Linked DNA regions of Mus musculus: regions 1, 2, 4 and 5 are each linked to region 3. Evidence: chromatin contacts called from public HiChIP or PLAC-seq data. All regions are on one chromosome and are shown on one strand. The core of a region is the stretch at or near the end of the contact, and the rest is flanking DNA. Distances in the headings are between cores, read along the strand shown.

Region 1 (4,702 bases), core at 1,372-3,871, 240 kb before region 3:
TGTAGTCTTGCCTGTGATATCATAGAGCTATGAGGGGGTCTGAGAGCTGACACCAAGAAGTTGCCTATACTTATTAGCTTTAACAGATGGCCAGGTTCTGGGATGACGGTGACAGCCTGGCTGCCCCTGTTTACTGCAACTGATCCCTCAAGAAACAGGAGTCAGCCAGCATTGTACTGAGTCAAGGTAAGGTTAAGAGAACCAAGCAAGTCCAGGACCTGGCTGGTTCTCAGAATGCAGATGAATTGGACATGCACCGCCCTTTTAATAATACTTCGATTTCAGCATTTTAATGTGACTCCTGCAATCTCCTGTTGGACATAGTGTCTATGATTCCTTTCTGTTTTAAATCTGGCCTACTTCGTTCCCTGCTATAACCTGCTTGGTTCCTGTAAACAGTTGCCCTGGCAGCCCAGTGTGTCCTTTGTAACTGTGGAAATGCCTCCCAGGGATATAGAACATGGAGTGTGGAGCCAGGAAAGAGAGTCACAGTTTTCTTGGTTGCAGACCCACATTTCCAAGCAGGGACTCTGAGGCCAAGAGGGGAAACAGGAACCAAGAAATACCCACAGTCAACTCGTGGTCATATCTTCCTTGGCATGGTTTCAAGTGGCATTATTTCTTCCGAAACATTTTGAGAAGCATCACAGGAACAGAATTTACTAAGGGTATCAGTTTCTTATCCACAAATTCCTTTGACAGCTGTCACTCACTGTGGCCTCTGCCTGGTCTGCAGCAATGAAGATCCATGGATGAACATGGATGAAATGGTTTGGGGATTCAATTACCCACTTTTTCTATTTCTTTTGTGCCCTTACTGCTCTGCCCATAACCTAGTGGCTCTGTCCTGCTCCTAGATCATTCTAGGCTGGACGTTCCTATCATTTCTGTTCTGCTAAGCTTCATTCCCCCACCCCCCACCCCCTTCCCTGGCCTAGTTTCTACTGCCTTCTGCCCCTTAATACTACTTCAAGTGTAAGGATAGAAATTCTGTTTGTCCTCAGCAAACAAAAAGATCCTTCTGTTCCCATGACCTGCCTCCATCAGTGTCGATGGAAGATAATAACAAACAGCAAAAATGATTTGTCTTCCTAAACACACACACACTCTTAGGTTCTCATCACGGGGTCTGCTGCAGCTAGGCAGTCTGTGCATCTATAGCGGAAGGCAGAGAACACAGAAAGAACAGAGCACTCAGTCACAACGTGGGGACACTACAGAGGGCCTTCCCAGCCTCATCCAAACCCCTTCCTTCCTTCCATTCTAGCTAGGTAAGGCCACAAGATGGAGGTGCTAGGGTTAAGTGCATTGAGTTAGTGGCACCGATTCTAGAACCTTTCCTCTAGATTCTTCTGGAGTAGTAGTTCCGAGGTGGGAATTTTGGTTAAATACTCCCCTTTTAGAACAGGATTCATCTGCAGGGAGCTTCCTGGCACTTAGAAGGAAACCCCTAATGATGAGGCCTCCCCATATTCTCCTCCTTTGGGCCTCATTGTAATTCAGGCCTATGCTTCCCGTCTGACAGTGGTCTCTTTTCTTTCCATCTTTAATTAGCACTGTCAGTTTTAATCCTCTGGAAAGGAGAGAGGAGGAAACGCATGTCCCAACAACAGGCATGTTTGCAAGACTCCAATAAACTCACAGAGTTATGACATATATTAAGAACATATCTGCATATATTTTTCTACTCACTTAGCAGAGAGTGTTAGTCTTCTTCTCCCTTGGGATCACTCTAATGCCATTTTTGGTTAGCACATATGAGGTGTTTTATACTGAGATGTCAATCTCTTAGATGGCCTCACCCTGAAGTGTCCCACTAACTCAGTCCCTTTGGACTGCCCCAAGCATCTTCAATGTTTTGATTGCAAATGCGGATGGGAAGCCACCATTCCAAGCAGTGCCCCCTCAAATCTTCCTATGGATTAATTTGCTGGGTGGCCTGAAATAGGTCAAAAGGTTTGGACTTGGGAGTAGAATTCTAGAAATAATCACCCTATAGACACTCTAAATCAATCATAATTAATGCTCTTGCTTAGTCCTGTCATCCAATTGCTGCTGGAGGGTGAAATAAAGAGACCCTTTCTAATACAATTTGAAAAGAGATCAAATCTGTCATTTCATCTAATAATTGAGCCAAATGAGAAAAGAGAGAGGCCAGAGTTCACCGGGTGACCTTATGTAAACCCAATAATGCATAATTCATTTCCTTTTTATGGAATTTAAAAGCCGCTGTAAATGGGCAGGACAGAGTCTCTGCTTCCCGCAGCTTCTGCCAGGCTACTCATGTTCGGTCCCCCAAAGCAGCACCAACTTTCCAGCAGCAGATTCCAACTGAATAATCCCCAAACCTTCTTCCAAAATGGGCCGGCATTGAGTTGGTCCTCCCAAGCGTGTGGAGTTAATAACTGAATTAACCACTGACAGCACTTTCGGAATGATATAAAACCTGTAATTTATTTATTGAGTGCTACAAATACAGTTAAAACATGTTTTCATGCAAAATGCGTTTCCTCTTTTTAATATTATCAAAAGGGAGACTCCGGGTTTGGCTTTGCGGAAGAGGAAGTTGTAGGCAGCCTTTATGTCATTTGTCTTTTCTCTCTTGGTGCCAGCATGTTGGGAAATTTCATCTCTTTCCAGCTTGAACACACTCTATGCCGAGGACAGTATGAATGAAATTCAGAGCGTTTGAGGAAAGCTTCCAGCGAGGTCTGCGGCATCCTTAGCCATCTCCAGCCATCAGCGGCCTGGCAGATCATCTCCCATGGATCACTGCGGAAACTCCCGGTTATCAGCCAACCAGATCCATGCTTTTCCAAAGAGCCCATTTCATCAACCGGTACTACCAAAGCAGTTACTGTTGTTACTGTGGTAAGTACCGACGGAGAGACAGTTATGTTCTTGTGGTATAAAGGTGGTCCCAAGATGCCCTTAGAATGTTCAGTGGTTGCCCGTGGTCCTTCAGCAGTTGCAGCTTCTGACTGTTCAGTTGAGATCGCTCTCTCAGGATGGCGAATCCTGCAGGTCTCTGCTCACCATGTTTTTGGCACTCTCAGCCAGTGTAGTATTGCATGTCTGCAGCTCAGTGCTCAAACTTTCCTCTCTGTTGCATTTTGTAATACACCTTGCTCTGTGCCACCCTGAAGATGCACTTTCTAATACTCAGATGTGACCTTGTCATTTTCTTTTGATGAAGACTTTAGTATGTCATGAGGGGTTAGTCTAATTCTTCTAGAGGAGTGTTTCTAAACCAGTGGGTCACGCCCCCTTTGGCAAACTTCTGTTTCCAAAAATATTTACACGAGGATTCATAACAGTAGCAAAATTAGAGTTATGAGGTAGCAACAAAAATACCCTTATGGCTTGGGGGTCACCACAACATGAGGAACTGTGTATTAAAGGGTCACATCCTTTAGGAAGGTTGAGACCCACTGCTGTAGAGGAAGCTTTCGCACTCTGAAACAAGAGAGAAATCTCACCCACTCTTTGAGTCCCAGAGTTCTACTGTTTACTGATTTTTTTCTAAACACTAGCTAACTTGCCTAAAATACAAAAACATGGGCACTTATAATAAGTGGATGGGCTATATTATATTTTGTAAAAACAGTTTAAAGGCTCATCAGGATGAAATCATTAAATAAAATTACAGAGTTCCCAAAAGGAAGAAATATTCTATGGGCATGAAAAATGATGGCTTTAGCCACATTCAAAAATACTTAAGATGTTTCATCGAGCAACAAAGCATGGATAATTTAACCTGAGAAGTATGATCTGGTTGTATTCTTAAAATGTTCTTTCTCTAAGCAGAAAGGAGAAAAATGTGCTTTGGAGCTTAGCACAGACCAGAGTAACAACATTCAAGAAGGTGGAGGGCAGACACTAACAAGGATGCCCAGGTCACAGGCAAGGTTGGCTTGCAGTTGATGGAATGAAAGACAGACTAAAATCAATAAATAATGCTGGAATAGTTGATGATCTGTAATAAGCCCATAAAGAAAACCCACATCAAACTTTTGGAACATAAAGTTGAAGACCTTCTCATGCAAATGTGTTAATTCTGCCCATACTGTTCTATGTACAAGCATATTGACAGACGTACAGACATGCGTGCAAATACAGAGAGATTCACCAACACTGAAATTAAAATCTTCAGTATGATGTAGGACACCTTATGCAAAGTTGGAAGACAAGCTACAGACTACAAGACTATTTTAGAGTGGATATCACCAGGAAATGATGGATAAAAGCATAAAGTGGGCTTTGGACTTAGCTTGATGCAATTCACTTCTTGGCAAGTGCTTGCAGGAGACCTTGGGTTCACCCTCAACATTGCAAGGAAAAAACAAGTAAAAACAGCTCCCTAGAAAAACAAGTCATGGGAGAAGTGTATTGACAATTCTTAGAAAAACGAATCGAAATGACCAACAGAACTCTGGACAGAAGCTTGATGTCTTTAGTGAGAAGGGAAATGAACATTTAAAAACTATACTGACTCTTTTGCATGGCAAAATAATAAGAGCAAAATGATCGGGGAGGGGCAAATCATGGATGTACCCAGTACTGGCAGCTCTGTGGAGAGATAGCCAACCTGTAAGTTTACTGTGGACTGCAGCACCGTGGTCTGCGGAGGTGACTCAGTAGACAAATACCCCTGACACCAAGAATGACAACCTGAGTTCAATATACAGCAACCCACACTGTG
Region 2 (4,407 bases), core at 1,646-4,145, 210 kb after region 3:
CATTCCTCATAACTCATGTTTCCTTTTCATACAGATGACTACACAGTGGCTACTTTAGAGAGGCAACTGAGCAAAGCCAGCTCCTGGCTTCCATGTCCCATTCGGGACTCAAATATAGTTAGGCATCGTAACCTCAGCACTGCAGAAGCAGAGGCAATGGGATCTCTTCAAGTTTGGAGCCAACCATCGCTCCATAGCAAGTGCTAGGCTCATAGACACTGTAGGTCGGCACAGTGAGATGCTGCCACAGTGCCCATGAGTACCCACAGAGGCACAACGTGGTGGCCCAGGGGCTGCAGCAAATTCCTGCTTAGCCCTTAGCCCTGGGAAAGCACTGCTCCTGTGCAGGACATTTGCTTTGTTTGTTGAGTCACGTGGGCTGTCTCTGTCTTCATGCACAAAACCTAGGCAGTCTGGATGATAGGTTCCTGGGTGTGTGGAGCAGATCCTGATAAACGAGGAAGAAGATTCCTGGAGTGCCACTGTTTGGGTTTGGCCCTTAAAGTGAGCAAACCCTGGGCGGACAATACTTCTTTTGTTTAGTGAATGTTGCCAGCCTCTGCAGCCATCTCCACTAGTGGATTTGTGAGAGGGAACACGGTGCAGGGGTGGGGGATAGTGTGTGTGTGTGTGTGTGTGTGTGTGTGTGTGTGTGTGTGTGTGTGTGAAACATGGGCTTTCTCTTAGTTTGCAAACTGTTCCAGTGTTTCATGTGACAGCAAATTCTAGCCGTCCCATCTGCCATCTCTAAGTTCCTGAATGTAGCTCCCTCAGATGGCACAAAAGAGTCTGGTGCCTCAGCTCCACCCACTGCCATTGCCCATTTCTTTTCTTTTAGGTGTCGAGGATTTGAGGCTAACCTCTGCTTTGTTCAATTATTCTATTCTCCTTTGCTTCTCTTTGCGGTGGGTGGGATTGAACCTGGGAACTTGGTGAGTACATTTCTACTAAGGTGCATCCCTAACCAATGCTAGGCTACTTACTGGGAAACCTGTACCACTCCCTCTCTTGTCCTCTGCACCCAACCAGCCAGGTAAGTGGGAAGGCAGGATGCCAGATGAATGGGGAAGACATGTCCCTCAGATGCTGAAAAGGCAGAAGGGGATGAGTGCTGCTTGGCGGTGGGGTGGGGTGGGGTGGGGCACACACCTTCCTTCTGTGCCATGCCAGTCCTGAAGCTGGAGAACTGGTTTTCTGCTGCCAAGCATCTTCTCTCCAGCCGCACAGGGAGTGCTCCCTGAAGAGGCAGTTCCTTCGTTCGTGTCAGAGTCCAGAAAGAAGCTTCCAGTTCAGGTAGACAACGCAAGCATGAAAACAATTAGGTAATTAAGCACACCTGTCCTTCCTGGTTAGCATTAATCCAACCTGCTGCCCAGCCTGGAATCAGCTAGAGGATTTGAATCTCTCGGTATTTGTTTCGTCTTCTCCATTTCTCTCGCTGCATCTTCAATGCTGGCTGGCTTTTTGCGGCTCAGTCTTATTCTGTCAAGGCGTTCCTTCCTTCCTCCTTTGACTAGTACAAAATTAAGTACATGAATTAAAAAAAAAAAAACCTACCTGGCTAAGTGTGTACCTGAGAAGTGGCGCTTGCTCAGTGTGCATGAACCCTGGATTCTGCATCTGGCTCTGCTAAACAAATTATTAATGTAAGATAAACATCCTTACCATATTTTTAAAAAAAAATCACGGCCTCATTTTTCTGTCTGCTCAGGGCAAAATCTCATGTCAAACCCTCTTTGGCTGCTCCTGTCAACATCAAATCAAGCCCCTTATTTAGAAGTTCGCCTCTCCTCTTTCAAGCCTTTGATATATATCCTCTCCCCAAACCCCATCCCTAACTTTTCCTATTTTCCACTGCCTTCCTGTGCCCCTAACTCACGTTGCCAGGGTAACTAGAAAGATCTCAGACCCTCCCCCAAAGATCCAGTGCCCGTTTGTACTCTGACTTGACATCCTCCCCCTCGTGATGCAGAAAGATCTCATGCATTCAAGCAACTGAGCAGAAAATGTGTATACAGATAGGGGAGAGAGAGAGTTATCCCCAAGCAGGATAGCCGTACAGAAGGCAGGCAGTTAGATAGCATGGGGACTTCAGGAGGAAGAAGAGCAGAAGATCAAAGAGTCCAGCTTCTATGCCCTTGCTTCCTTCCCTTTGCTCCTCGGTAGGAAAATTAGATCCTGCAGTAACCATATTCATCGTGGCAATTTCCATACACATCCCAGTTTATAAGATCCCCAGAGGAAGGTAATTAGCACACTCTGTTCTTCGCTCTGTGTTCCTTTCTCTCCTTCCTGCTGGAGATGGAGCCAATGTGTCCCATGGCTAGGAACTTGCACACATTCCCACGTGTGTAATTGGCAAATTCCTGGGGCCTCGGTTTCTGTCGCCTAGAACGTGACTGCTCTCCTCACTTGAATCCCTCTCCCATAGCCCAGCTTTCCAGTCTAGAAGATGCTTCCACCATTCCACCATCTCCTCTCTCCTGTCTCTGCCACATTCTCACCCAGAGTTTAAGCAAATAGCATGGCCTGGTCTTTGCTTCACTGACATTAGGCAAATCATCCATGTTAATGCAACAGGGACAGAGAGACAAGGGCAATGAGGACAGGCGGACATCAGGATGAGTACAGCAAGAAAAACACAGCTCATGCCAGCGGGTTTTAAAAATCAAAATCCCCCGTTCTTCCAGAATGCCACCACACACACAATGCTATCATGCCCCCATCCCTAAACATGAGCAGGAAGGATCGGGACTTGTGAACTTGACTTATAACTTAGGTTATAGATTCTGAGCTTTAAGCTAGAACATGTCTCAGAAGCTGGATTGAACTTAAATACATCTCTAAAAAAAAAATCTTGTAGACTAGATTCCCAAGATTTTAAAACGAGACTCTGCTTTTTGCCTTCCAGTCTTCTGAAACTGGATTGTTTTACCTAGAAGTTTTCTTCAATCCCCGCCCCCCTCGCCCTTCTTTCTTCTTAAAAGGCTGTTATTGAATCAATTGTGTGTCTCCCTGTCAGCGATGTCTTAGGATCAGGAGAAGAGGGAGCACACTTGCATGAAATGCGACTATGGGTGTGTACAGCTGTGTCTCTGGGGATAGCCATTCAGTGCCCCCCCCCCTTTGCTGTGAAAAGCACAGCAACTCAGCTCTGAGGTCCTGGGAGAGCCTTTGGGGCAGACGCTGACAATGTTCTCAGAGAATCAGCTCCCTACAACACTCAAAGTCTATTCTAAAGCAAGAAACACAACTAAAACTCATGCCAAGAAAAAGCTACTTTTGCTTGGAGGGGGGGTGGTGGCTCAGTGGTAGAGGGCTTGCCTTGCCTAGCAATCTCTAGAGTCTGGTTTGCTCCTCAGTGCAGGGAGGGCATTGAAGAAGAACAAATAAATACGGTGGTGACTATGATTTTGTGTATACAGAGGCTCAGAAGAGACCCACTGAGCACCTGAGCGCTTTATGGTCCTTGATGCTCTCTGAGCTTCAACTGTGTTGCCATTCTTATTAGGGACACCCAGTCCAGATACTGAGCTATGTGTAGGGGGTGTACACCCTGCAAGCGAAGAGATGCCTCATCTTTCAAACAGAATTTCTATACAGATTCCTAACCTCACCTCCCTGAGTTTTACACTGCATTTTATCAGTTTATAAATTTGCACGGTGCCTCTGCACCAGGAAGAGGGGGCAGATAATCAAACCTACGGGCGTTTTACACTCAGACACTGAAAAATAAAGACCATTAGTAAAAAGTATAATTAAATTAAAATGCCAACTCACCAAAGAAGTTCCACAAACGGGAAATACATCAAAGCGTGATAATACAAATGGGCTATTTCTCAGGGTTCGAGGATGTCAACGGAATAAACTTGGATCTTCTGCTGACTTTTCATGGCCAGTATAAGGGAATAGCTTAAAAGTAAATTGCCACAAAAGTTACCTTCAACCAGAGATCATGTGGGCAGTGGTTTTACCCTGATCATTCCCTGAGTCTGGGGATCCCAAGGTCTGGGAGACTGGGGGGCTGGGGGGTAAACAAAATCTCATAAAACCCAGTTTCTTCTTTTGGGCAAGTTGGCTGGCCCCCAAGCCTCAGAAGAAAGTTTCATTAGTCATTGGATCTATTTTCTCAGGTCCATTCAGTCTAATTTATTTTGAACGCGTGTTTGCCAGTCAGGTTTAACATAGCTGAGTATTCTCTGTAAGCAATCTCATAATGAGGCCGCAATTCTTTGTAGAATATTGAAAATGACTGTTGGCATGCAAGTTCGTTTTCTTAATTCCTCTTTTAGAGTGCAAATAACCTTTGAAAACCTGCTTCTAGGTGTTTATGTGTCAGGACAGTATCAAAAATTATTCAATTGCCAAATCACATGTCAACACGTCTACAACCAAGCCAGGGACTAT
Region 3 (4,532 bases), core at 724-3,223:
AATTCCAACCACATGGTCACTCTGAACCATGTTGCGAAAAAGTATTATTCCTATGCTTTGCATTAAAAAAAAGAAAAACAAGGTCAATATCTTTATGGTCAGTCATCACAATGAAAGGCACAGCCACCCGAACCTTTCCTCCCAGGCTTTCCTGATACCCACACAATGCTGGAAGCTGTAACACTCCCGCTAAGCCGGAGAGTTAATTTTATTTGTAATTTTCAGCGGCTTTTAGTTTAATTGCACAATTTCCTCAATTATTAAAGTTCACCCTGCGTACTTAAGTTCATTAGCCATTGTCAAATGGGCAAATTACTTTGCAATTTTAATATTTGTTGGACAAAGCTACACTAATAGAATCATTCTCCAGACTCAGCCTTCACTTTGCGGCAGCTCGCAGTGCAGCTGCAATAGGTGCCAGGAACTCCATCCCCTTTCCCTCTTTCTTTAGGACTGTCTCCTCCTGCTCCTGACTTTATCCACACCGGTAGACTTTCCTGTCTGTTCCTCTCTGTTTCCAGAGTTGGGGAGCCCAGGAGGCCAACAGTAGCATTGATAACATTGGAGTGGCCATAAATATGTCTGAAAAACTATCTAGGTGGTCAAGTTCTCAGACATGAGCAACTTGCATAAGTAACATATAGTCATGTGTGTGCATCAACCTATAGAAACAAAATTGGACTTCTCAATAATCAATAAATTGAGGTTTCAGTCGCTAACATTTAGATCACTGCATCTATGCTAACATATCATACATGTGTATATATATGTATGTGTATATATATATGCATGTTTAAATTTTTCCATAGTCTAAGTGCTGGCAAGACTCTCTCTGTGACACTCTTTCTCACACACATACACATACACACATTCACAGCTCACTATACTACACTGAGCTACTCGATATATGTGTGCACAGGCTCTGCTTACATATACATGCTTACACTTGTAACCAAAACACCACTTTCTTCCAGCTTCACCCCTTGCATTTCTGAGCCCCCGCCCCGTGCCCCGGCACAGATCTCATTTGATTAATGATGGTAGGTTTGCTCCCTGGCAGTGCCACCCCACCCTCTAGGGATGCCGATTGTTGAAATGTACCAGTATCAGGAACCTAAAAACATGTGTCCCCACCTGCTGCCGACTGTGTGCCCTGTGCATAGGGACTCAACTCCAAAATATCTGGGTACCAAGACTTCCAACCCTAGAGGACAAAACCCTGCCAGCGTGGTTTATCTTCCCAATAATTAGGCTTGTGTTTCTGCTTTATTAACTCCAATACAACAGCCCCCTGCCCTCTGTCACCAAGGAGACTAATAGATGACAGTCACTCTGATTTGGAAGCCGTACAAATTAAATGACTGAAGTGAGAGGAAGCGAAGTTAAGACAAATGGTATCAAGATAAGGCAGTCCATCATTTACATAGGAGTTTTTCTAACATTAAGAGGGTGTGGGGGGCGGGGCTTCATTTTCCATGCATCAGTGTTAAAACAAACCATCCCAGCGTCCCCATTCAAGCTCAATGACAGGGAATTCCCAAATGTTTCTAGGAGTAACTGATGGCCTATGTCTAAAACCAGGATCGCCTTCCCGTCTCCCAAACACCCATTCTTTTTATTTTATTCTTTTTTTTTTTTAACTTTTCTCAAGAAGAGCCTTCTTCAGTTTTCTGTGCATGAATCCACGAGCTGGCCGTTCTTGCACAGCTAGTCAACAAGTCTAAATCCTTATCATCCCTGGGGCAGATTTGTGATGCATTCTTAACCTCGTGTTTTCCCTTTCTGGGGGTTTGTCCCAGGGGAGGCATCCTCACACACCTTGTGGACAATTAACGTTACCCAGAGAAAGAAAAACAAAATCAAAATATTGGAGGGGCTGGTGGGCATCCAGCCATGCCAGTTCCCACCATTCTTCTGCGGAGCTGTAGCTGTGTTCAGTGGTCGGATCTGAGAAGCCACGTTAGCTCTTGGCTGCGTAGCTGCCGGGTCTGGCGCAAGCTGATGAGATGTGATTATCTCCATGCAGAAATACCAGGGTGGTTGGGAGATAATTTGAAATGAAGTTAAAAATGAAACGGCACTAAAGCTTTTCTCCCTTGTGTCAAAACAACCACATCTTCTCCATTCCTTCCTTCTTCCCCCTTTCACTTTGACGACACTGGTTCACACTGGGGGTGGAGACACGCCTTCTTGCAAACTGTAATCCTTGGCTAATTTTAAATTTCAGATGATTCTGTTTGAAAGACAGCTCTAAGTTTCTATCAAAAAAAAAAATCAGCTTCCGGAGATCACAGATAGAGGTTGCCATGCTGGCTTTACTGAGTAAGCCTTAGACACTGCTATGACTCACAGACTCGAAGTTTCATTTTTCTATACTAACACTATTCGGGTATGAATAGCATGCCTTGATAATAAATGACATTCGGTTGCAAATGTCTTTGAACTTTAGCTTAAAAGAAGTGAAAACAGATTTAAATACATTTCAAATGTTAAACACTATATTTATTGAATCATTGCAAATGGAGTTACCGCGTCAAGTGACAGGTTTTTTTTAAAGCTATGTAAATGTTTCTTTCTTTAAATAGATGTATTTTAGTGCGAGGTATATGTCTAGGCACTGTCTAAGCTTGCAGCAATAATTCTCGATTTACAAAATCAGCAGTGAGGGTTGGGAATTCAGCTCAGTGGTAGAGTGCTTTCCTAGCAAGCACAGGGGCCTGGGTTCTGTCCTCAGCTGGGGGGAGGTGGGGGGGGGCGACAAAATAACAAAATCAACAGCGAATCTTGCAGTGAGAAAGAGTCCATTGCAATCATTAATATTATCCCTCTCTGTGCACACATGCAGTAATCAGATCCCTCGATGAAAACTTTTTAAAATTCTAAAGTTTGATTTCAGGCTTTGCCTTGTGTGTGAGTGTGTGTGTGTGTGTGTGTGTGTGTGTGTGTGTGTGTGTGTGTGTGTGTGTGTAAAGTAGCTGAGTTCTTCTGCAAGCTTCAAAAGTTCCAGCCACATTGTTGAAAACGAAGTTTGAAGTTATTCTGAACAGGGTTGTACAGCTCTTGTGTTCACTGCAGAGTTGGGGGTGGGTGGGGGTGGGGGTCATAAAAGCCGAATTCACTGAGGGCAGAGGGAAAGTCTTTAGAACTCTGTCCGCCCCAGCGCCATCAGTCAGTTAAGAGGAGTATCTGCAGGGTGCCCCCCTCTTCCCTTTCTGCAGTGCTAGGGATGTTTATGTGGATAGAAAGGGATGACAATTAGTTATATTTATCCATTCTGGGTCCATTTAATCCCCACTGTTTTCACTCCCATCAAATCCATTATCCCAAACAACGCTGCGTATGTCTTGATGGAGTTGCATGCAGACTGGCCTTGTTTACTCCGAGAAGACGAATTTTATGGCAACATTAAATACATAGTGAAACCTCACCAACGCAGGCCCTTGGCAGAGGGAAGTCATCCTTGTGGCTCCTCCTATCTGCCTTACCCCATTGCAGTTTGACTTGGTCCTTAAACTCTGGACCTTTCTCCCCCACGTCCCTACATTTTCTCCACAAGTTTTTTATTTATGGTCATTGAGTCCATGTGTTTCCAGAGGTCACAAAAAGCAACCCCATCTTCAAGCAGCCAAAGTCTTCTCTCTCTCTCTCTCTCTGAAAATGGCTTGATATTGATATTACTCCTAACAATTCAGGCTTTCTTTTTTAAGCCCAGTTTTTAAAAAAGAAAATAAAAGAGAAGAAGAGAAGGAGGGGATAAAAATGTAATAATAATAATAATAATAATAATAATAATAATAATAATAATAATAAAAGGAAGAAGAGGCAGAAGGGAGGAGGGGGAGGAGGACTCCCTTGTTTGTTTAGAAAGAAAATCTTAGGTGATCTTACTTACTTTCTTTTCTTTCAGCACTTCTTTGTCTCCCAAAGCGTGTTGCCTGCTACTATGGAAGCTGCAGAAGTGATTTGATCAGAAAATGCAGACCTGTGCTAGCTGACAACCACACAGTAAGGGTGAGGACATCATATGTGTTTGAAACTCCTGGTTTCACTAGGAAGAAAAAACACACTGTATGGCAAACTTTATTATTTAGGCCTTAACACACAGCCAGGACGAGTGGCTCAGACTAAAGGAAATCACTGCTTAATTCCACAAACATTGTTGCAGCCCAGGAATGGCACACACACACACACACACACACACACACACACACACACACACACACACACACACACACACACACACACACACACACACACACACACTCAAAACTTTGAGAGGTCCCCTCCATGAGTGCCATCCAAGCACACCAGTATCAAAACGTGCGGCGCAGCGCCATCTGCTGGCAGCAGGTGCGTCACCTAAATCGCCCCGGTCGCAGAGGGCTATACTAGGTAAAGTGTAAAGGGCTCAGAACCTTTTTCCGCTTGGGGTTCGGGCTGCTGGCCAGCCCTGTTTGCACAAAACCATAAAGAGTAGGCAAGCGACACTGTGTAGAGAGAAAACTGCGCAGGAGAAGCCGTTTCTCAAGGCC
Region 4 (4,418 bases), core at 1,193-3,692, 210 kb before region 3:
TATAGAAAACAGGTTCTTCCCACCCCCCCCCCCCTTGAACAACTTGCATTTAAGAGGAGTTAACCTACCATTGAAGACCTCCATGAATTCCTCCTGAAGATGGTGTTTCCCCAAACCTTGTTATCACTCTTAAATCTCTCACTGCATATTAGTATCACACTACATATTAGTATCACCAGCATTAGCTGGTGAGGACAAGCCACATTCAGCCCACATACTTTGGGAACACCCTTTTTTCAGGTATTTTAGTGTCATCAAAGCAGGTGTCTTGATGTCTAATTTATACCCCACTTATTGGCAAGACATACTTTGAGATTGAATTTACACAAAAAGCTAGGGAAACACGTTGTAGTTATAAAGACATCGGATAACGAAGAAGACGTTTAATATGTTTTTATTCTTTAAGCTTAATCAATATATGCAGAACTAACAGAACCTTCCTTCTGTAGCTGCAAACATTATCCACTGTCCCACTGGCCTCCAGCTTGAACTAGCATCTAGTAGCCAGTACATATTAGCACTTCCAAGACCTGGCTGTTTATGTGAGTCTGGTATTCAAACCGAATGGGAGATGGGATTTTCTGATCACTCACTCTCCAAATCTGCCCCTCCCTCTTCACATCTCATTAATTCACTTACTTTATGGTGGCTATGATAGTGCTGAAATTTCGTTTATTTGCTTTACCAGTTCACTGTTGTCACATGACAAGACCCTACCTCATGTGTCTTCTACCTCCATACACCTTGATCCTCACACATATTTTGTTCTTTGCAAATATATGTTGCTGTATTTGCTACGTAGTATATAATGAATGAACACAGCTTAGGGATGCATTTGAAAGTAGAGGCTACAGATTGAATTAAAACTCCAGTTCTTCACCTTTCCCTCTTGGCATTCCTTACCGTGTGACTTGAGTCTTGCTTTGCAGAAGTGAGCAAGGAAGGTGCTCTTGGTGGAAGCAGGGCCCTAAGAAACTACCTTGTTGTCACTTCCTTCCTTTTACCTCCTGTGGTGGGATCTGCCCTCCTGGGTAGGCTTAGGAGAAGACCAGCATCTTTTGGAACAGAGCAACTTGCCCTCCATCAGTCTCAGAGGGTTGGGTTCCAGATGTGAGAAACACTGGTCCTTTTTCAGCCTCTGGCAGGTGGGCTGGCTTACTGTACAGAGATGCTAATGAGAGGAATGAGTCTGGTCTTTAGGAAACAGGTGCCAGGCTGAGCTGTGAAAGTGAGGTTCAAGCAGGGCATTCCATAGGTTTGATTTTTTGAAGACTCAGACTTTCCAGGTTGAGCAGGGAGGACCTAGAATTCTGAAGTCGTGGGGGCAAGAAGAGAGAGAGACCTCGTGGCTATTCTTTTCCCTCTTTTCCCCCTTTCCGCCCTTCACACTACAGAAGCCTAGGTGTAGATATGACCCCACAGTTTTGCGGGGAGCCTCCTTTGCCTGTGACGGAAGCCATAAGCTGAGGGAGAACAAGTCACGCCTCGCTGTTTGCGTTTGTTGTCTCCATGTCCGCCATTTATGAGAGGAAGCGAAGTTAATTCGACATTTATTCATCTTCTATAATGAACTTGTGAAGAATGGCATGGATCGCTTCCCGCAGGCTCCCTGAATATCATTTTCTAAATGTGCTTTCTTTTTCTTTTTAATCACCTAAAATGTTTATCTGCCCCGAGGTTTCAAGACAGAAGATTCGGTGTTCCAAGCACAGTGTAGAACCCATAATAAATTCGCTATTAATTGGAGCAGCGGGAAAGTCAATTACAGAGAAATACTCAATCTTTTTATCAACCTACTCATATTTCTTATTATCCGGCATACAACGTTTGTTTTTCCAACACAAATAATGTTAGCACTTATGCATTTAATTTACTTGTCTTGGAATCTACGTTTCGTTTGGTTCTTAATGCAGTTAAAAAACATTTCCGGCTTCTATTTAAATGGTGGCATTAAAATTTTTTAGAACATTATAATTTAACTATGTTGCTATGACGATAATGAGGCTTTCAAGATGATTATCCAGCTTTCTGAGTTCCAGAGCTAAGACTGTAGGAAGTCACTCACTGATAGAGAGACTTTGGTATGGGGGGGGGGGGCAAATCATCCTATCTTAGAGAGTGATGCTTATCTGGGTAATGGGGTTAGAATGCTCTGAAAATCAGGGCTCAACACGAAAAAGGAAAGGCCTCCCATGAGACGGTTTACCACAGAGATGTCACCAAACTTCTGGGCTGTGCAGCTGCAGGTTAAAGACTCAGGCTTTGCTCTCATTGGCTAGTAGTAGGTCACATGATTACCCCTGAGCTAATCAGGATGGACAAAAGGATGGCTCATTCTGATTGGTTCTGAGCTTCACGTTTGTTTTTGTTTTCCCTGAAAAATAGAGGTAAGATGGGCCTCACTTGCATTAGATAGAAGAAAAGGAAGTTCGCTAGAGGGAGATTGCCATTGTTACCAGAACTGGATAGTGAAGATGGCTACAATTCTCACTCCACTTTATTTTGTGTGTGTGTGTGTGTGTGTGTGTGTGTGTGTGTGTGTGTGTGTGTGTGTGTGACTATAGAAAACAAAAACAAAACCAACAAAACACAAAAATACAAAATACAGAACAACAAATACAAAAATTTGTATCACTGCTTGAAGAATCCTAGTCCTCTTTAATACACTTAATTTTTGATTGCACAATTATTCCCCATGAAATGGTCTGAATGTTTATATTTACTCAAAATTTTTGTGTTGAAACCCGATCCTCAAGTTGATGACATTAGGCATAGAGGATCTTGCGATATGATGAGGTCACAGGGACAGAGCCTTCCTAAATGAAAGCTATGCTCCTATTAAGGTACCAGACTGAGTGCAAGAGGGAACTGTATACGGGCCACAAAGTAGACGGTGAACTGGCCTTGAACAACTGTGGGGAATGGTTTCTATTGTATCTAAGTCAGCCAGCTTATATTGTTTTATAAGAGCAGCCAGATGGATTTAGGCATTTCAGCATGGCTTGTTAGAACCACAGCTTTGCTTTGTCCCCATCACGGTAGAGTATACTTCCTGTCCCTTGACCTCAGGTTTTCTAATGTAGTGGGTCAGGGTGCAAGTTTGAAAAGTGCTGATGTGTTTCGGTTTGCCCTGTGAGTTTTGCTACTCCCATGAGAAGAATGAGCTGTGGGGACCAGCTGGTCACAGACATGTGAAGCATACCTGGTTATGAATTGTCACCTGGGCCCAGACCACCTGAGCCTGAGTGAGTCACCGATGCACAGGTGGGAAGTAGAGCTTGCTATTGAGGGCAGTGAGATATTTTTTTCTGGTTATGACACTTGTCACTCCAATTTAACTCTGGAGAAATTGCCAATGGCTGCACACCTGACAGTCCATTAGCTGCATTTGTGAGAAATCTATCTTTTCTCTTTAGTCTGTCTGGACACCATCTGTGAAGCAAATAAAAAATGATTTCTAATTTGGTGGAGTAATTTCCCACCATAATTTCCCCAAATTAGATTTTATTTCTATTGTCACCCTTTTTATAAACTTTCCCCCAAACTCTAAGAGTTTGTAATTTGTGTCCCCAAGTGTGTAACATTGAACAGGATGCTATAAATATTCCACCACTCTGAGCGTGCTCAATAAGAATTACAACACTATTATTATGACTCCACTTAGCATGTACAAATTTGCCTGTAGATGGAGATTTATCAGGTGTTTCAGCTTCTCGGTGACAGAACAATATTAATGTCTTCACAAGGACAAGCGTGTTAATCCAATCTTTCCATATGCCTAGAGATGCTAACTCTCTCAGTTTGGGCAGCTGGTTTCCTACATACAGTAGCTTCTCTGTTACATGCAAGGGCTGGGGGGAGGGGTGATATTTGCGTATCTTTTTGTGGTATTGCACAGGACTTGAGATTGCAGAGAAAACTCCCACAGAGATAGACCTTTCATTTTTCCTGAGTACAAACATTTAAAGAAGGCATGAAAAGGGGGCTAAGACATGGTCCCTGTGGGAACACCATGGTGATTTCCCGAGGAGGTGACTCAGTGACTAAGTCCACTTGGATTTGAGTTTTATGGCTCATTTGAATCATGTAATTCATTCAAGAGACCTTTACTCAAAGTCTATGTTATGCTCAGCTGGGTTTAGAAAATGCAGGTTCTGGCTTGGCAAGGATGATGCTCCCTCCATCTAAGTGCTTCTAGGGTGATCAATTTATTCTACCAAAGGTGAAAATGTAGTTCAGGAAAGTTCTGATGAATGTAGGAGAGGGATTGCCCTCAGCAGGCAGTTTGAGAAGTTCTTTCTGCCAGAGGAGGTGATGGAGATGAGTTCCAGGGAACAAGCCTGAGGCACCTTTATGCTTCGGAACAGAGCAGACTGGTGGCCAGAGAACTTGTGTTGGGGTGGTGCAAACTACTTCAA
Region 5 (4,222 bases), core at 1,693-4,192, 160 kb before region 3:
ACTCCTCCTGCACACAACCCCACCATGATGATACCATGTGTCACCTCCCAAAGTGGCCAGAGATCTGGCCCCTGGGACTTTCTCCAAGCTGCGTAAACTTTCAGTCTTTAAACCAACCTTCTATTTATGTCACTCAACCTTGGGTATTTTGTTATAGTAACAGAAAATGGACAAAGAGCAAGGCTAGAGTGGCATTTCTGACAAGTCCTCGGGAGTGTTAACATTGCTGCCCTCTGAGCCCCATTCTGAATAGCAAGATCTACACAGTAGTGGCCATGTCAGCTTTTGATATGTCCTTCAAAAGAATCCAGAGCATCTGGTAATCTTGGACAAGTATCCTCATGTGTTAAAGGGTCAGGGATGGAGCTGAGGAACTACTTTGGTGGTAGAGCACTTGCCTAGCATGCTCAAAGCCCTGTGTTTGAGCGTTAGGACCACATAATGAAAAAAATACAGGATATAATAGGAGCTGGTCCTTGGGGCAGAGCATGGGTCTTTCATATTCCACACACACACACAAGCATGCACACAGACACACATGTCAAAGCATGCAGACACCTAGATTTTTCTACTTCAGTTGTCACTGGCCTGGACCATGTGGCCTGTGAACCTGCAATCTCTGTGTATTGTTTAGTCAGTCGATACATTGATTGGTATTCACTGATATCAGAAACTCAGTACACCTTTCTCTGTTGACTCTGTGATTCTCACACGCTTGATCTGTGTGTTTTCTTGGACTCATTAGCAACTTACAGCCTATCAAAGGGCTGTGTTTAAACTTAGACTTTGAACAAGAATAAATAGCAGTCGATTAACCCTATAAAAGGGTCGGGACCCTAATGACTCCCGGCTTTGGAAGCTACTGGAAATTTTTATGTTAATTAAATTGAGAACCCAAGAATGAATAAAAGCACCATCTTCCAATTCATGTTTAATTTGGGCTAAATCCATGATGCTATTTGGAGTAGAGCATACGGGATTATTCTTTGGGATTGTAGCCTGAAAATGAAGTTGTACTCATGCTTGGATAATTTGAATAGCAATTTTGTGGAAATGATGTTTTAAAACATTTCAATTACCCTGGTATTTATTTATTTTTGCTGATATTGTTGTTGTTTCAATCAATGGCTATATCCAGTTGCTTGTTGGGGTTTGGCTGTTCTGTCCCCAATTTTCTCGTCTACCTCTTCCTCTCCATGGTACATACATTAACCCTCACATCAATTTCTGGACATGGTTTTTAATACTTTCTTGGAAATCAACTATTTTCTTTATGCAAGTGATTTCTTACCTTCCTAAGAAAATGAAAATGCAAACACTATTAAGTTTTTATTTTAGATCCTTTTGATGGGTGTCTACCATTCCAACTTGCAACAAAAACCTAAAACCCTTGGCTGTAATGCAAGGCAGCCCTGACCTTATCAGGCCATCATGATACTGGTCTTTAACACCACACAAATCTCATGAGCCCTACAGGCCTAGAAATTTCCCACAGTGTATTAAACTTCAGCTTTGCATATGTTGGTGTCCAGAACTATTGCCACACCATAAAGCGGCTCCACAGAACTCTCAATATACACAGTTAAGTGTTGCCACATATGGGTGCTACGTGCTACATATGTGTGTGAAAGCCTGACATTTAGTATATACCAGTGGAACACTTAAGAAGCAGGGCTTAGTGGTAGGGGGTGTCATTAGGTCATTGGCAGAATATCCCTAATGTGGTTCCTATGGAAACCTGCATCAGTTTTATAAGAGAGAGAAACCCCAGGCACACACCACACTCTCTGCCTTCTGTCTTGTCCTGTGCTATCCTCCTCATGCGTGTTGTGATGATGTCCTTGGCCATTTCTCTAGATGGACTTTATGATGCTGACACGCACTTAGAACATATAGAACTATTATCTAGAGAAACATATTTTTTAATAATCACCTAATTACTTGATTATTACTTAATAAAAAGACATGTCATAGATATTGCATTATGGTGAAAGAAAGTGGGCATACACTATCAGTTTTAAGGTGTATAAGTAGAGTGCACAGTCAAAATCGCCTAGGAAATTCTTTGTATCACCCATGGGGTAGCAAATACTGTTTAGGGTGTTAACAAAACTAGTAGGATCTACATGCTGAGTAAGGACTCCTTCAGTTGATCACATGTTAAAGTGGTTGACTTTTAATCTTGGTTGAGACTGAGTTCCCCAAGTTGTAGAATGAGGGCGTTTAAACAATCATTAAATGTTTCATTTTAATGTAATATTCCAGAATAAGAACAAAAAACCCCACATGTACCATGGATGTTGCTGCTCTGGGAATTGTGTAAGATTTACCAACTAGAGGCAGCAGACTGAAGATGTCTTTACTGAGTTGGTCTAAAGCCCAGCAAGCTTGAGAAGTTTGTTCTCCCAACGAGAAGCAGTCAGAAGCAGGGGATCTACCCATACCTCTCTTCCCAGCCATGAGGCAGAAAAAGATATGAGTGGGAATGGAAGTTACATGGATGTCTTGAAACCTGGGGTGACCAGTGGGCAAAATGGCAGTCCAGCAAGATGGTGGACTGTAGTGTGGGAGAACGTTGGACCTCTCAACCCTTACTTCAGGCACTGGAGAAGTGGGTCCAAGCCAACAGGTGATTGGAATTTCTGAAGAAAACAGTTACAAACAGCTAAAGTATGGCTCAGGTCACTCATAAGACACTGGGGTTGGAAAGATGATGCAGGAAAAATTCTTTAAAAGACAAGATTCCAGGGAAAATGCACAAAATAAAAGAAGGGTCGGGCCTCATCCGGCCTTAATGATTTTCTCACTCTAGGACATCCTTCAATTTTTTTTTCCTGAAAAGTGCTTCTGGGGCAACGTGGAGTGGAGACGACAGGTCAGAAGCTGTAGGATTTTTGCATCCTGATGAATCTATTTTCCAGGGTAGCAAGTTTCAATTCCCCCTAGACTATGTCCCAATGGCTCTGTGGTGCCAGAGGAAACTCATTTTGACTCCTTTTCATCCCCCAGCATTGTTTCGACAGTTTCCATTTGAGAATTGTTCAGTGTTTTCTTTTTTCTCCTTTTCTTTTTATGCTGTATGCAGTTCCCGCTAGGCGACTTATCTGTGTGGTTTCTGCCTGTTTTCAGACGTAAGTCTGCAGTCTGTAATAGGCTCTCCTGGTTTGTGAGCATCAATCTAACTTTGAGCCCTGGGAGAAGTCATCTAATCAGCAAGTGTTTGATGCTTATCTCCCGTTCTACACTGTGAGAGATTCAAAGAAATATCTGGTGTAATCTTTCCCTCATACATTTATTGCTCTGACAGATTCAATCATCTGTAGCAATGAGCAGATGAATCATACGTCATAAGATTTTATAGCAGACTGGAAACTTCCAGACCATCTCGTGGAGCCCTCACTTTGCAGAAGCCTCTAGAATCGGCTTTGGTGCTTTGTCCTCAGGACTGTGCCCTGCCAGAAGCAGGACCTCTCTCTTGGCCTTTTTGATCAGCAGCTAGTTTCTGGTAGACCACAAATGACTAACAGTGTGGTTCCTTGATCTTGCTTTCAAGCTAGAAGCCCCCATACCTAAATTTCCAAATACAATAGGGAGATGCTGCAGAAGGGAAGAGGCCAGTACGGCTTGGGGTGTTACCTGCTAGTTCCATCCATTCTGCTTGACAGACATTACACAGGGGGCCAGTTTAAGGCCTCTGTTCATTCCAAAGTTTTGCTGTCATCTTTTTTCTTAAAAACTTCTAGGTGTCTTTCTTTTTCTTCTCATACCCACTCCTTGATTTTTTTTTTAAATGAATGTAGAGAACTACTTCTTTAACAGCAGGTCTTTGAACTTTGGGCTAGAAAGAAACTTATTCTTCCAAATGGCGCTGAAACTTAAAAGACTATTGGGACTTTGAAGTTGGACCGAACACATTTTATGTTAGGAGATGGCCACAAGCCTGTGGAGACAAGTGGCGGAAGGTTGCAGCTTAAAAGTGATTCATTCGGGTGTCAAGTTGTCAAGGAGCAAATTTGTGCTTAGAAGACACACATCTAGGTGTGTTTGTGAGAGTTTCTAGAATGGTCCGAGGTGAGAAGACCTTATCTAAATGGAGGTAGCACAACTCCATGAGCTCCAGTCCTGGCTACAAATAAAGAAGAAAGCAAGCCAAGTCCAGCATTCATTTTCCTCAGTGTCCTGACTTTGAATGCAGTGTGCACTGTCATGCCCTCTCTACCAC

Evidence for each region. HiChIP or PLAC-seq counts read pairs in DNA pulled down with a chosen protein or histone mark.
Region 1: an H3K27ac HiChIP or PLAC-seq map of VIP interneurons shows a contact between it and region 3, with 4 times the contacts expected there. The contact joins two enhancer-like sites. A contact is called at or near these places in 4 of 484 Hi-C or Micro-C datasets (cortical neurons, embryonic cerebral cortex, ganglionic eminence and 1 more), 4 of 115 datasets of contacts at active chromatin or transcription factors (the SCID.adh cell line, VIP interneurons, embryonic basal ganglia and 1 more) and 1 of 9 other capture datasets (embryonic tail).
Region 2: an H3K4me3 HiChIP or PLAC-seq map of the SCID.adh cell line shows a contact between it and region 3, with 8 times the contacts expected there. The contact joins two enhancer-like sites. A contact is called at or near these places in 1 of 39 promoter capture datasets (hippocampal neurons), 46 of 484 Hi-C or Micro-C datasets (the G1E-ER4 cell line, the HPC-7 cell line, adipose-derived mesenchymal stem cells and 23 more) and 8 of 115 datasets of contacts at active chromatin or transcription factors (the SCID.adh cell line, astrocytes, embryonic basal ganglia and 5 more).
Region 4: a contact with region 3 is called in an H3K4me3 HiChIP or PLAC-seq map of the SCID.adh cell line, with 4 times the contacts expected there. The contact joins two enhancer-like sites. A contact is called at or near these places in 5 of 484 Hi-C or Micro-C datasets (embryonic stem cells, liver and uterus), 2 of 115 datasets of contacts at active chromatin or transcription factors (the SCID.adh cell line and embryonic basal ganglia) and 1 of 9 other capture datasets (embryonic tail).
Region 5: an H3K4me3 HiChIP or PLAC-seq map of the SCID.adh cell line shows a contact between it and region 3, with 9 read pairs. The contact joins two enhancer-like sites. A contact is called at or near these places in 6 of 484 Hi-C or Micro-C datasets (cerebral cortex, cortical neurons, microglia and 1 more) and 2 of 115 datasets of contacts at active chromatin or transcription factors (the SCID.adh cell line and neural progenitor cells).

Annotation. Positions count from the first base shown.
Region 1 is chr8:89,328,785-89,333,486 of GRCm38.p6, forward strand. No RefSeq gene overlaps it. Among named protein-coding and RNA genes, the nearest start is that of Gm35593, 96 kb to the right of the region's middle. Within about 2 kb of position 2,622, at least 2 of the 459 cell types and tissues checked have an H3K27ac peak or open chromatin away from gene starts, as enhancers often do. A contact at or near this core is called in VIP interneurons, where this site is marked.
Region 2 is chr8:89,780,791-89,785,197 of GRCm38.p6, forward strand. No RefSeq gene overlaps it. Among named protein-coding and RNA genes, the nearest start is that of Gm24212, 120 kb to the left of the region's middle. Within about 2 kb of position 2,896, at least 2 of the 459 cell types and tissues checked have an H3K27ac peak or open chromatin away from gene starts, as enhancers often do. A contact at or near this core is called in the SCID.adh cell line, where this site is marked.
Region 3 is chr8:89,567,673-89,572,204 of GRCm38.p6, forward strand. No RefSeq gene overlaps it. Among named protein-coding and RNA genes, the nearest start is that of Gm26331, 20 kb to the right of the region's middle. Within about 2 kb of position 1,974, at least 18 of the 459 cell types and tissues checked have an H3K27ac peak or open chromatin away from gene starts, as enhancers often do. A contact at or near this core is called in the SCID.adh cell line, VIP interneurons and microglia, where this site is marked.
Region 4 is chr8:89,359,324-89,363,741 of GRCm38.p6, forward strand. No RefSeq gene overlaps it. Among named protein-coding and RNA genes, the nearest start is that of Gm35593, 66 kb to the right of the region's middle. Within about 2 kb of position 2,443, at least 2 of the 459 cell types and tissues checked have an H3K27ac peak or open chromatin away from gene starts, as enhancers often do. A contact at or near this core is called in the SCID.adh cell line, where this site is marked.
Region 5 is chr8:89,406,214-89,410,435 of GRCm38.p6, forward strand. No RefSeq gene overlaps it. Among named protein-coding and RNA genes, the nearest start is that of Gm35593, 19 kb to the right of the region's middle. Within about 2 kb of position 2,943, at least 3 of the 459 cell types and tissues checked have an H3K27ac peak or open chromatin away from gene starts, as enhancers often do. A contact at or near this core is called in the SCID.adh cell line and microglia, where this site is marked.